Linked DNA regions of Sus scrofa: region 2 is linked to region 1. A link is a contact called in public HiChIP or PLAC-seq data. All regions are on one chromosome and are shown on one strand. The core of a region is the stretch at or near the end of the contact, and the rest is flanking DNA. Distances in the headings are between cores, read along the strand shown. Region 1 has its middle 180 kb from the start of TBL1XR1. Region 2 has its middle 190 kb from the start of KCNMB2.

What was found. HiChIP or PLAC-seq counts read pairs in DNA pulled down with a chosen protein or histone mark.
Region 2: an H3K27ac HiChIP or PLAC-seq map of skeletal muscle shows a contact between it and region 1, with 14 times the contacts expected there. The contact joins two enhancer-like sites. A contact is called at or near these places in 1 of 47 Hi-C or Micro-C datasets (epiblast stem cells) and 1 of 2 datasets of contacts at active chromatin or transcription factors (skeletal muscle).

Annotation. Positions count from the first base shown.
Region 1 is chr13:115,302,640-115,307,533 of Sscrofa11.1, reverse strand. No RefSeq gene overlaps it. Among named protein-coding and RNA genes, the nearest start is that of TBL1XR1, 180 kb to the left of the region's middle. Within about 2 kb of position 2,548, at least 1 of the 83 cell types and tissues checked has an H3K27ac peak or open chromatin away from gene starts, as enhancers often do. A contact at or near this core is called in skeletal muscle, where this site is marked.
Region 2 is chr13:116,556,511-116,561,404 of Sscrofa11.1, reverse strand. No RefSeq gene overlaps it. Among named protein-coding and RNA genes, the nearest start is that of KCNMB2, 190 kb to the left of the region's middle. Within about 2 kb of position 2,899, at least 17 of the 83 cell types and tissues checked have an H3K27ac peak or open chromatin away from gene starts, as enhancers often do. A contact at or near this core is called in skeletal muscle, where this site is marked.

The DNA of each region.
Region 1 (4,894 bases), core at 1,299-3,798:
TGTCTTCTGTATATACATCTGTTTATACCTAGTTTCATATTGCATTTAAGTACAGTCTGAGACCTTGGCTTCTTTATTCCTGAGTTTCTTATTTGGATCCAGTTTTTAGTTGGATGGATATCATTTTAATATGGTCCTAGTAAGTTCTGTCTTCCTTGAATACTTGTACCTTTGAGGCTCTTGCTGTCTTATGGAAAAATGGATATTTGATAGAGAGTGTTGTTTTTGTATCACATTAAATCTCAGTTGATTAGCATTAAAATGTAAGTCAAGAACTCTCAACATTAGAAGAAGTGGTATTCCACCCAGGACATGCTAAATCAGAGCATATGCAAAGGAAGGGTCCTCAATCTGTGTTTTATGCAAGGTTTCCAGAGTTCCTAACACACACGATAATTGGAGAACCATGGCTATGCTACTCTACTGCCTTCGGGCAATCACTACTGCTGTGTAAGGTCAGCATGGCTTTTGCTTCCTTTTAGGTTAAAAAAAAAAGAAAGAAATTTAAAATCCTGGATTCCTAAGGATTCCTTGTCTTTGAAATATTGTAACTTCTCAGGATATGCCTAGGTATTTGTCCTCTCTGAATCTGTCCTGGAACACAGCAAACCCTCATAAACACAGTAGCCCCCCAGTCACATTTTTTTTTTCACTTCAAAACAACCTTATTAAAATTTTATTTTCTTTTCATGGTATTTTGTTGAGCCTTGCTACAGCTGAAGTTAGCAGTCATGACTGACTGATGAATGGCACCAATCTACAGCAATGTGTGATTTCTCCACTAGTGCTCAAGAAGCCTGGTGGAGATGGATGTGTTAGCTGGTAATGGAGACTAGGAAGGTAAAGGAGCCTTTAAGAGACCACACCTTGCTGGAGGATTAGCCTCCAAGTATTTCCAGGGCAGGGGGGGTCCTCTAGTCAGGATATACCTGGACAGTATGAGTAACACTTGTGAGAAAGTCCAGGTTTCTGGAGTCTGGAAAGTTCTCCATGTGTCTGCAAGGAAACAGGCAAGGGTAACTGGCTTAAGTGTACCTGGCATTTATGCTTCCTGGGAGATAATAGGGGGTCCTGGTAAATGGGTTAGAAGGATGTGGTTGCTCATAGTTGCAAATGGGACTATGTGGCAGTGCCTAGGAGGGGGGCTGTGGGTTAGAGGCTGAGTGTGGCGGGTGGGAGAGCCGGGTAGGATTAGTAATGTGAATGTCTGCTACTGAGAAGCTTTGGCCCTTGCATTCAGTCATGTTCTTATCTAGCCGTACTGAAATATACACACGTCCTGTAAGATTTCTTCTCCCCTAAATTCTCATAATTGCCTGTACCCAGAATGCTTCTCCCTTCATTTGCCTCATTCTTGTCAAACACTGGCTGCCCACCTACTTGCCTACTTCCTTCCCTGCCACTCTTTCCTGCCCTACCAGCCATACCTCCACTGAGAGAATAGCTTCCTGTGCTGCTCTGACTAAACTGAACTCCTTAAGAGCAAAGCTTATCTGTTGTATTTCTCTCTGGATTCCCAGAACCTAGGACAGAGCCTGAGAGAAATAGTAGCTGTTTGATTAATTTGAGGTTTTGCCAAGAGTGGGAAGGCACTCATGTAGAGTAAATTGTGAAAATGTGAAGGCTGTGTACTGTAGGGAAAAAAGCACCACATTTTCCCCTATGGATACGAACTGGAACAAGTTTCACATATATAAGACATATCTATGTAAGATACTTGGTTTCAAGGTTGTCTTAAGGATTAGCAGTCCGTAGCTTGTTCAGCACCGTGGCTGGCATAAATTAGGCTTTCATACATGGCATGATTATTATTGTTACTATGTTTACTGTTACAAACATGCCAGAGAAAACATTTGACAGAATAATTTGTTGAAAATAATTGGTTGTAATTAGATTTATAAGCCACTACTATTATGGACATGAATGTGGAAGTAGTTATTGAACAAATTACTGTTTACAGTTGCATTTTGTTATGATGGGACATCTTAAATATGTAATTGTTTTTGCATGCAGCCTCAGATAATGATGATGGGTAAGTGGGTAATTAGCTCTGTTGTATGACTTTATCTGTATTTTTTGTCTCAGCCTTAGTCTCCACTAAATTTTTATTTGTATAGTCAAGAATTGGGAAATGCACTTTTAAAAGCAACACTGTGCCAGATAGCCATTTTGTAATCTATTATTTATAGAAAAATGTCAGAAACTGCATCAATATTAAGAACTAAAGTTCTAAAGGAGTGGCATTTCACATTTTACTTTCTTTTGTCTTCTGTTTCAGTTATCTCAGACTTTAAATTTGAAACATTAATCAAGGTCAAAATAACACTATTTTTATGTATTTGGTCACCCTCGTTTTCAGGCATAGACCTTTTGTTTTACGTAACTGTTTTTTCCTTATAGTAGTAATACATACTCATTTTTTAAAAATTTAAAGTAGAAGTTCCCATCATGGCTAAGCTGTAACAAACCTGACCAGGCTCCATGAGGATGCAGTTTTGACCCCGGCCTGGCCTCAGTCCATGGGTTAAGGATCCAGCATTGCTATGAGCTGTGGTGTAGGCTGGCAGCTACAGCTCTGCTTCAACCCTTTTTCTGGAAACTTCTGTATGCTGTGGATGTGGCACTAAAAAAGAAAAAAAAAATTTTTTTAACTAGGAAGAAAATGTTGAAGTGTATGTGTAAGTAAAGAGAAAATCACAGATGTAAATTTTACCTAGCTTTGAACAGGAAGCTTAGGTGTTGCTAAATATAGGCCTTTAAGTCATTTCGGTGAAGAACAGGGTGTCCTGCTGACCTACATAGAACTTGTAACATAAGTAAGAAAGATTAATTGTTATTTTAGGTCACTGAGATTTTGGAGTTGTTATTATAGCGTATTCACTCTTCATCCCTACCTTGACCCACCTAGGCATTCTCTCCTGTAGCTATATAATATTCTAGACATTTTCCTGTGTGTTTATAAATGTAAACCAGTGTTTTGTTTTAACAGAAAGGGGAGTGTACTGTACTTGTTTTTGTGTGGCTTGATTTTATTGCACTTAGTATATTAAAACCTTTTCCATGTCAGTCTTTTCTAAAACAGCTTTATTCAACTCTAATTGACATAAAGTACATATTTAAATTGTTCCGGTTTAGGAGTTCCCTTGTGGTGCAGTAGATTAAAGATCCAGTGTTGTCACTGCAGCAGCTCAGATCGCTGGCCTGGAAATTTCCACTTGCCATAGGTGTGGCAAAAAAAAAAAAATTGTACAGGTCTCTGTGTCTCTACCTATGTATATACTGTGAAATAATCACACAAAATGAACCTATTTATCCTCAAAGTTTTCTCATGTCCCTTGAGATCCCCTCTCTCTTAGCTATCCCTGTCCTGCCCCCACCATTTCAGGCAGCCTCTGATTTGCTTTCTGTTACTATAAATTGGTTTATATTTTCTAGAGTTTCATAAAAATGGAATTATTATTCCATTTTTTGGAATATACTCTTTTTGGCTGGAGAGGGGGAAGGTACCGATCTCTTTCTGCACAATGATTTGGAAATTCATGTTTCATGAAGCAATAGTTTATTCTTTTTTATTACTGACTAGTATTCCATGTATGGCTATTTCATAAATTAAGTAATAACCTCTTGATGAACATTTGTGTTATTCCTATTTTGGCTATACCTAATAATGTTGCTTTGAAGATTTATGTATAAGACTTATTTGTGTGTAAGACATGCTTTCATTTCTTTTGAGTAAATACCTAGGAATTAAATGGCTGGGAAATATTATTATGTGTATGTTTATTTTCCTAAGAAACTGTCAAACTGTTCTCTAAAGTGATTACATCATTTACTGTTTTACATTTCAACCAGCAATGTTATGTATGAGATCAACTTAGTAAGGCCAGTCTTTTTTTTAAAAAAAAAAAAGTCTTTTGAATAATTTTATTTATTTATTTATTTATTTTTGTCTTTTTGCCATTTCTTGGGCTGTTCCCAGGGCATATGGAAGTTCCCAGGCTAGGGGTCCAATTGGAGCTGTAGCCACTGGCCTATGCCAGAGCCACAGCAATGAGAGATCTGAGCCGCATCTGCAATCTACACCACAGCTCATGGCAACGCCAGATTCCTAACTCACTGAGCAAGGCCAGGGATCGAACCAGCAACCTCATGGTTCCTAGTTGGATTTGTTAACCACTGAGCCACAACGGGAACTCCCTGAATAATTTTAGATTTATAGAAGAGTTTGCAGGGAGTTCCCTTGGGGCACAGCATGTTGGGGATCCCGCGTTGTCACTGCAGCAGCTTGGGTTGCTATGGTGGCGCGAGTTAGATCTTGGCCTGGGAACTTCCACATACAACAGGTGCAACCAAAAAAAAAAGTTTGCAAAGATAGCACATGGGTTCCATACATCCTTTACCCAGCTTCCTCTGGAGTAGCACATTTGGTAGACTCTGTTGATAAAAAATTAATCAGTCTTTCTATGAAAGAATTGGAAAATTTTATTTGAGTCAAATTTAAGGATTATAACCTGCATCTCAGAAAGCACTTATATAACTGTCGGCACAGTTATATAAGTTTTTTGAAAGAAAGGGCTATTCATCCAATGACATATTTTTGACAGTTCACGTAATCCAGACCTAAACTTCATCCTGGGGCGTCATGTGACCCTTTACAAGATAAAGAAGGAATGTTATCTTTAAGGAGTTGTCTTCTTGATATGAGGTAATATTGCTCTTTGTAATTGAGCTGTTATTCCTGATGATGGCAGGGTTGGGGTGGGGGGACAGGTTTGGTAGATGCCTAATGCAGATACCCAATGCACAGTTGCAGGGAGAGGGGAGGCCAAAGGACAGAGAATAATTTTTCTGTTTATTAAATCTTGTCTGATCATGAAATATAAATTTTATTTCA
Region 2 (4,894 bases), core at 1,650-4,149, 1.3 Mb before region 1:
CCTATCTTCTCCCCCTTCTACTAAGACTTGCCCCATTAAATATTCAGCTTCTTCAATTAATATTTTAACCTTTTTTCAAAAACTTTTTTTCATGGCTCATTCTCCTTAGCCTATAAATTTGAGCAGTTCTTATCTAAGAAAAGAAAAATAAAAGAAAGGAAAAAAGATGTCTTTGCATCTTCATTAAGCAAATGTCAGCAAGTGTCAGCTCTGTCTCTTCTGGTCCCTCAAAAGCTCTGGTAAAAATTATCTGTAATCTCTTCTAGTTCCCCTTTTAATCTATTGCAGTTGAATGTTTGGCCTCATCATTCCTCTGAAACTGGCCTTAATACCTCACCAATGGCTTTTTTTTTTTTTTTTCTTTTTAGGGCCGCTTCCCGTGGCATATGGAACTCCCCAGGCTAGGGGTCTAATCGGAGCTGTTGCTGCCAGACTATACCACATCCACAGCAACGCCAGATCTGAGTGAGCCACGTCTGTGACCTACACCACAGCTCACGGCAACGCTGGATCCTTAACCCACTGAGCCAAGCCAGGGATTGAACCCACAACCTCATGGTTCCTAGTCAAATTCGTTTCCACTGTGCCACGACGGGAACTCCACCAATGACCTTCTAAGTGACCATTCCAATTGATGGTTTTCAATTCTTGCCTTATGGACTTTTCTCCTGTATTTCATGCTGTACATTATATCCTACCTCTTGAACTTTCTAATTATTTTTCTTTGGTGACACTTTATTCACCTTGTTCTCCTGTACTCCTCTGGCCTTTGTAGACTGCTCTTCATTCACTGAACACTTACCTACTAGGATCCCCAAGTCCCATATGTGAAAGTCTTCAGTGGTTCTCCATCACCATTAGGTAAAATCAGGCCCCTTAGCTTGGCACAGCAGACTTCTCATAATCTGATGCCTAAAATGATACCTCGATCATACATTAAAAATTCATACCTCGTAAATGTTCACAAAATGAAAATATGTAACAATAAGTGAATACAGTTCTTAAAATTTTTAGAGTTCTGATCTACCTTAGTGTTTACATGTGTTTATTCAAACGTGGACCATATATTCCAATTTTTGCTTGGGCAAATTAAGCCTCTGAATATTTGGGTGATATAATGTAATAAGATATTGCTATGGTGAATCATGCCAATCTACTTACTTTAATACAGTAGGACTCTCTTATTTTAGCATTGGGCCTTCTTGGGAAACTTACCTCCTACAATAATATATGGCTGTGGTTTGAGTATGGAATCCATTTTTGTCATCGTTATGATATTCTAAGTACTCTAGGTCTCATCTACTCTTCCTTCTTCAAAAGTAAAAACTAATTATATTGCAGTTTTTGAGACATATTTGGTTGAGCCAAGAAGATGGTTATTTTGTTTGTTTCATGCATTGTTCAGTCTATATCACAACTCAACTCTGCAAAAACTATCATTGAAAATATATTAAAAAAATTAGAGTGGCTGTGTTCCAATAAAACTTTATGAATACCAAAATTTGAATTTCATATCATTTTCTTGTCACAAAATATTATTCCTCTTATTTTTTTCTACCATATAAGGAAGTGAAAAAAAGATGCCCTGTCTCCTAAGCTGTACAAAAATAGGCTGTGGACAAGTGGGTGTTGGAATCAAGTGGTCTGGAATCAGACCTGGATTCTGTAATAAATGCTAGGATTTTGAAAAAGCCGTTTAACCTTTCTGAGTTTCTTTCCTTGACTTTAAAGTGGAGCTGATAATATCTATCACACAATATTTTGGTGAGAATTGAAAGATAGTACATGAGGATATGTAGACATGAAATATCTGAAATAATTGAAAACCCACATCTTAGTTATTTTTGTCCTGCCTCAAATGGTGATCTCTGATGGAGAGAATAAAAGCCCCCCCCCTTTAGTGTCAATAACAATAGGCTTTTTAAATATAATTAAACCCTTGTTTTTCTTAACCTTCACTGGGTTTTGCTCTTTTGGGTGTCCCTCAGCATTTACACGTTAGATCATATTTACCTCTGTTCATATGTTTCATCTTGTAGCATTCTCCTGTTTCTTTGAAAATGACTTATTGAATGATTTATGGGATGGAGGAAAACAAGTTACTGGGAAACTTTACAACTTTGTTTTTTTTTTTAAGTTTTATTAAAGTATAGTTAATTTACAAGGTCGTAATAATTTCTGCTGTACAACACAGTGATCCAGTCACTTTGTTTTGGTTTAGAGTAGAGGAATGGTCCATGATAATTTTCTCTGTCTACTTTGCAGGGTTTTATTTCACATTTTAAAAAGGAATTGTAGTCTTTATCACTTTTTGAAATGTTTTCTGATATTGTTAAGCTTTAAAAGTAAGTTTATAAAAGTAGTTTGAACAGCCAGTTTATGTAGAAACAGTGGGATGGCAATGCCCTGCTTTACTGTATTCACTGATTAATTTCCAGGGCTGGAAATGTGGGAGTTGCTGGCAGTGGGGGGCAGTCTTGTGGGGAAATCTGAGAACCGGGAGCCTTTCTGACATGTAGGCACCATCACCATTCAGATTATTTTCACAGAGGGTAGGCTCTATTTGGTCTTCCGTGGGGAGAAGGAGGAAGCAGCAAAACGCCAATTTCTCCTATTCCCTGTTATTTTTTATGTCATGTTTACAGCAGGAAGGGTGGATGGGACAGAGCAGCCTCTCTCCTGACGCCACGTCCCTCCATGGAGCCCCCCGCCAAGATGTACTGGCAGCTCTATGAGATGAAGATTTTATCCTGGTGTCCTGGCCAGCTTCCATCTGGCTAAAGGCATTTTATCTAAATATTTCCAGGCGCCTATCTCTGCAGTATTGAAGTGCTCAATTAGATATGGCCTAAGTCTTTGTAGCATATCAGTGTGCGCTGCTGAACAGCTGCTGCATTCCAGCAGAGGGTGAAGTCATCTCTATATATAGAGCACTGTTTGGAACAGTGGCAGATTCAAGCAGGCAAATGCACACCTGAGCTATAAGTCAGTCACCTGCCCAGAGTAACAGAAGTTTCTGGAGAAACCCTTTCTTCCTTAAGGGGCAGGTGGCATGGAGACCACAGGGTCTTTTTTGAGATTTTTTTTTTTTTTATAGCTTATAGCCACTCCTGAGGCGTTTTTTTTTGTTTTTTTTTTTTTTTGTTTTTTTTTTCTGTCATCTCCACAAATAGTGAAAATCATTGTATACAAAAGGGACTATATTTTCTTCTGTGATTTTTCTTACAACTTGAGGTTTGTTTATTGATAAGTTCATCACATATTGCCCAGTACCCTGGGCATTGTTATTTATTAAATATTATTGTTAGAGTTAAGTCATTCTGCTCTTGTTCGTTTAGTACCTGTTTTTCCTATTAGATGGTGAGCTCCTCACTCCTGGTACAGAGTACTTGAATAAATACATAAATATTGAGTGTTATGTTAATTCATAATTCCTAATGAAGTATGTTGTCTTGGTCCCCACCTAAAGGTCATATAAATTATTGCTCCTTCCAAAATGATCTGGAAAAGATGTAAAAACACAGTTCCTGAATTCTTGTGTTAGTTTTCAGAGGGCCATAGCTACCAGTGTGGGGGATGGATATCTGGCATTGGAAAGGATCTAGAAAAGTCACTTAGAGCTCTTTCTCTTATTTGGTTGAACACAGGTTGCTTTGCTTTGGAGACAAGAACAGGATGAATAGCCAATTGCACAAAAATGCCTGGGCACAGAAACAAGATGGAATTGTTGAAAGTTCCAAAGTTTCAGCCTGGCTCAACCACTAACTACCTTTACTACTCTGGGAAAGTCACAGAATTCTAATGGGCCTTAGTTCCTTCCTCTAACAGATAGTGATAATAATCCCTGTCCTCCTCCTCTCACAAGGTTGTAAGGAGGAATGTGTCTGAAAATGCTATGCAAACTATGCCACTCTTAGACATGGAAGGTACTGCCTTGTCATCCCTGCCTTATCTGCCAGCAAGGGTCAGATAGTCATGTGAACATCCCACCTCTGGCCACCTGGAAGCAACATTTCTCCCTTTAGTGACTGTAAAGGGAGCAGGGGGCAGGCAGATGAGAGATATTCTGAGGACAGTCTGCTTCCTGGTTTCTTGATATTGCAGATCCCCTGAACAGACAGCCACTGTGAATTCCTCTCAGATCTCTTCACTCTACCCATCAGGGGGTAGTGATTCCACTTCATTTCACGGAATCAGAGGCCACTGAAGGTCACATAGTGCCCAGATGAGGAACACCAGAAGAGAACATTTCATATATGGCCAAAGCTCTCCTTATCCCTCAACTTTTGTTATCAGCTGTTAAAGCCAGAGTGTGTCTATGGGAACATAAATTATTTCCTGGGGAGACAGGTGTCCATGCTATAAGAACTTGGATGCCTCAGTGATGCATTTGTGCAAAGAACTTTTTGATGCTGTGAGGCATGCAAGATGCAGACACTTGTCTAGTGTTGATTTGTGGGACCCACCTAGTTTTTCATTGTTAGTCTTTAAATAGCTAGAATGTTGTAAGCGTGCTACCAGGAATGCGAATCCATGAGCCTGGAGCAAAGAAGATATCTTGGATGAATAACTTTAAATCGGTTCTAAGATTCTGCCATGGGTCATGAAACTCTTTCTTAGTGTACAGAATAACCCAAAGTAGGTAAATGCCTTATGAGCACTAATACTTCTAAGTTCGCCAGAGGCACAGATGAGAGCATATAAGTCCTCTCTGTCCTTTAATTTTTCACTTGCCCCTTATATCCCTATTCAGCCTCTGTTGGTCTTTCAAGTCACCTAAACTGCTGGTCTGATCGTCACGTACTCATGGGCAGGAGGAGGAGGAGTTGAGCTGATTACCTGTTAACTTCAGCCTAAATGAAATGGATTTCCACATTGCTTTAAAATTCACAGT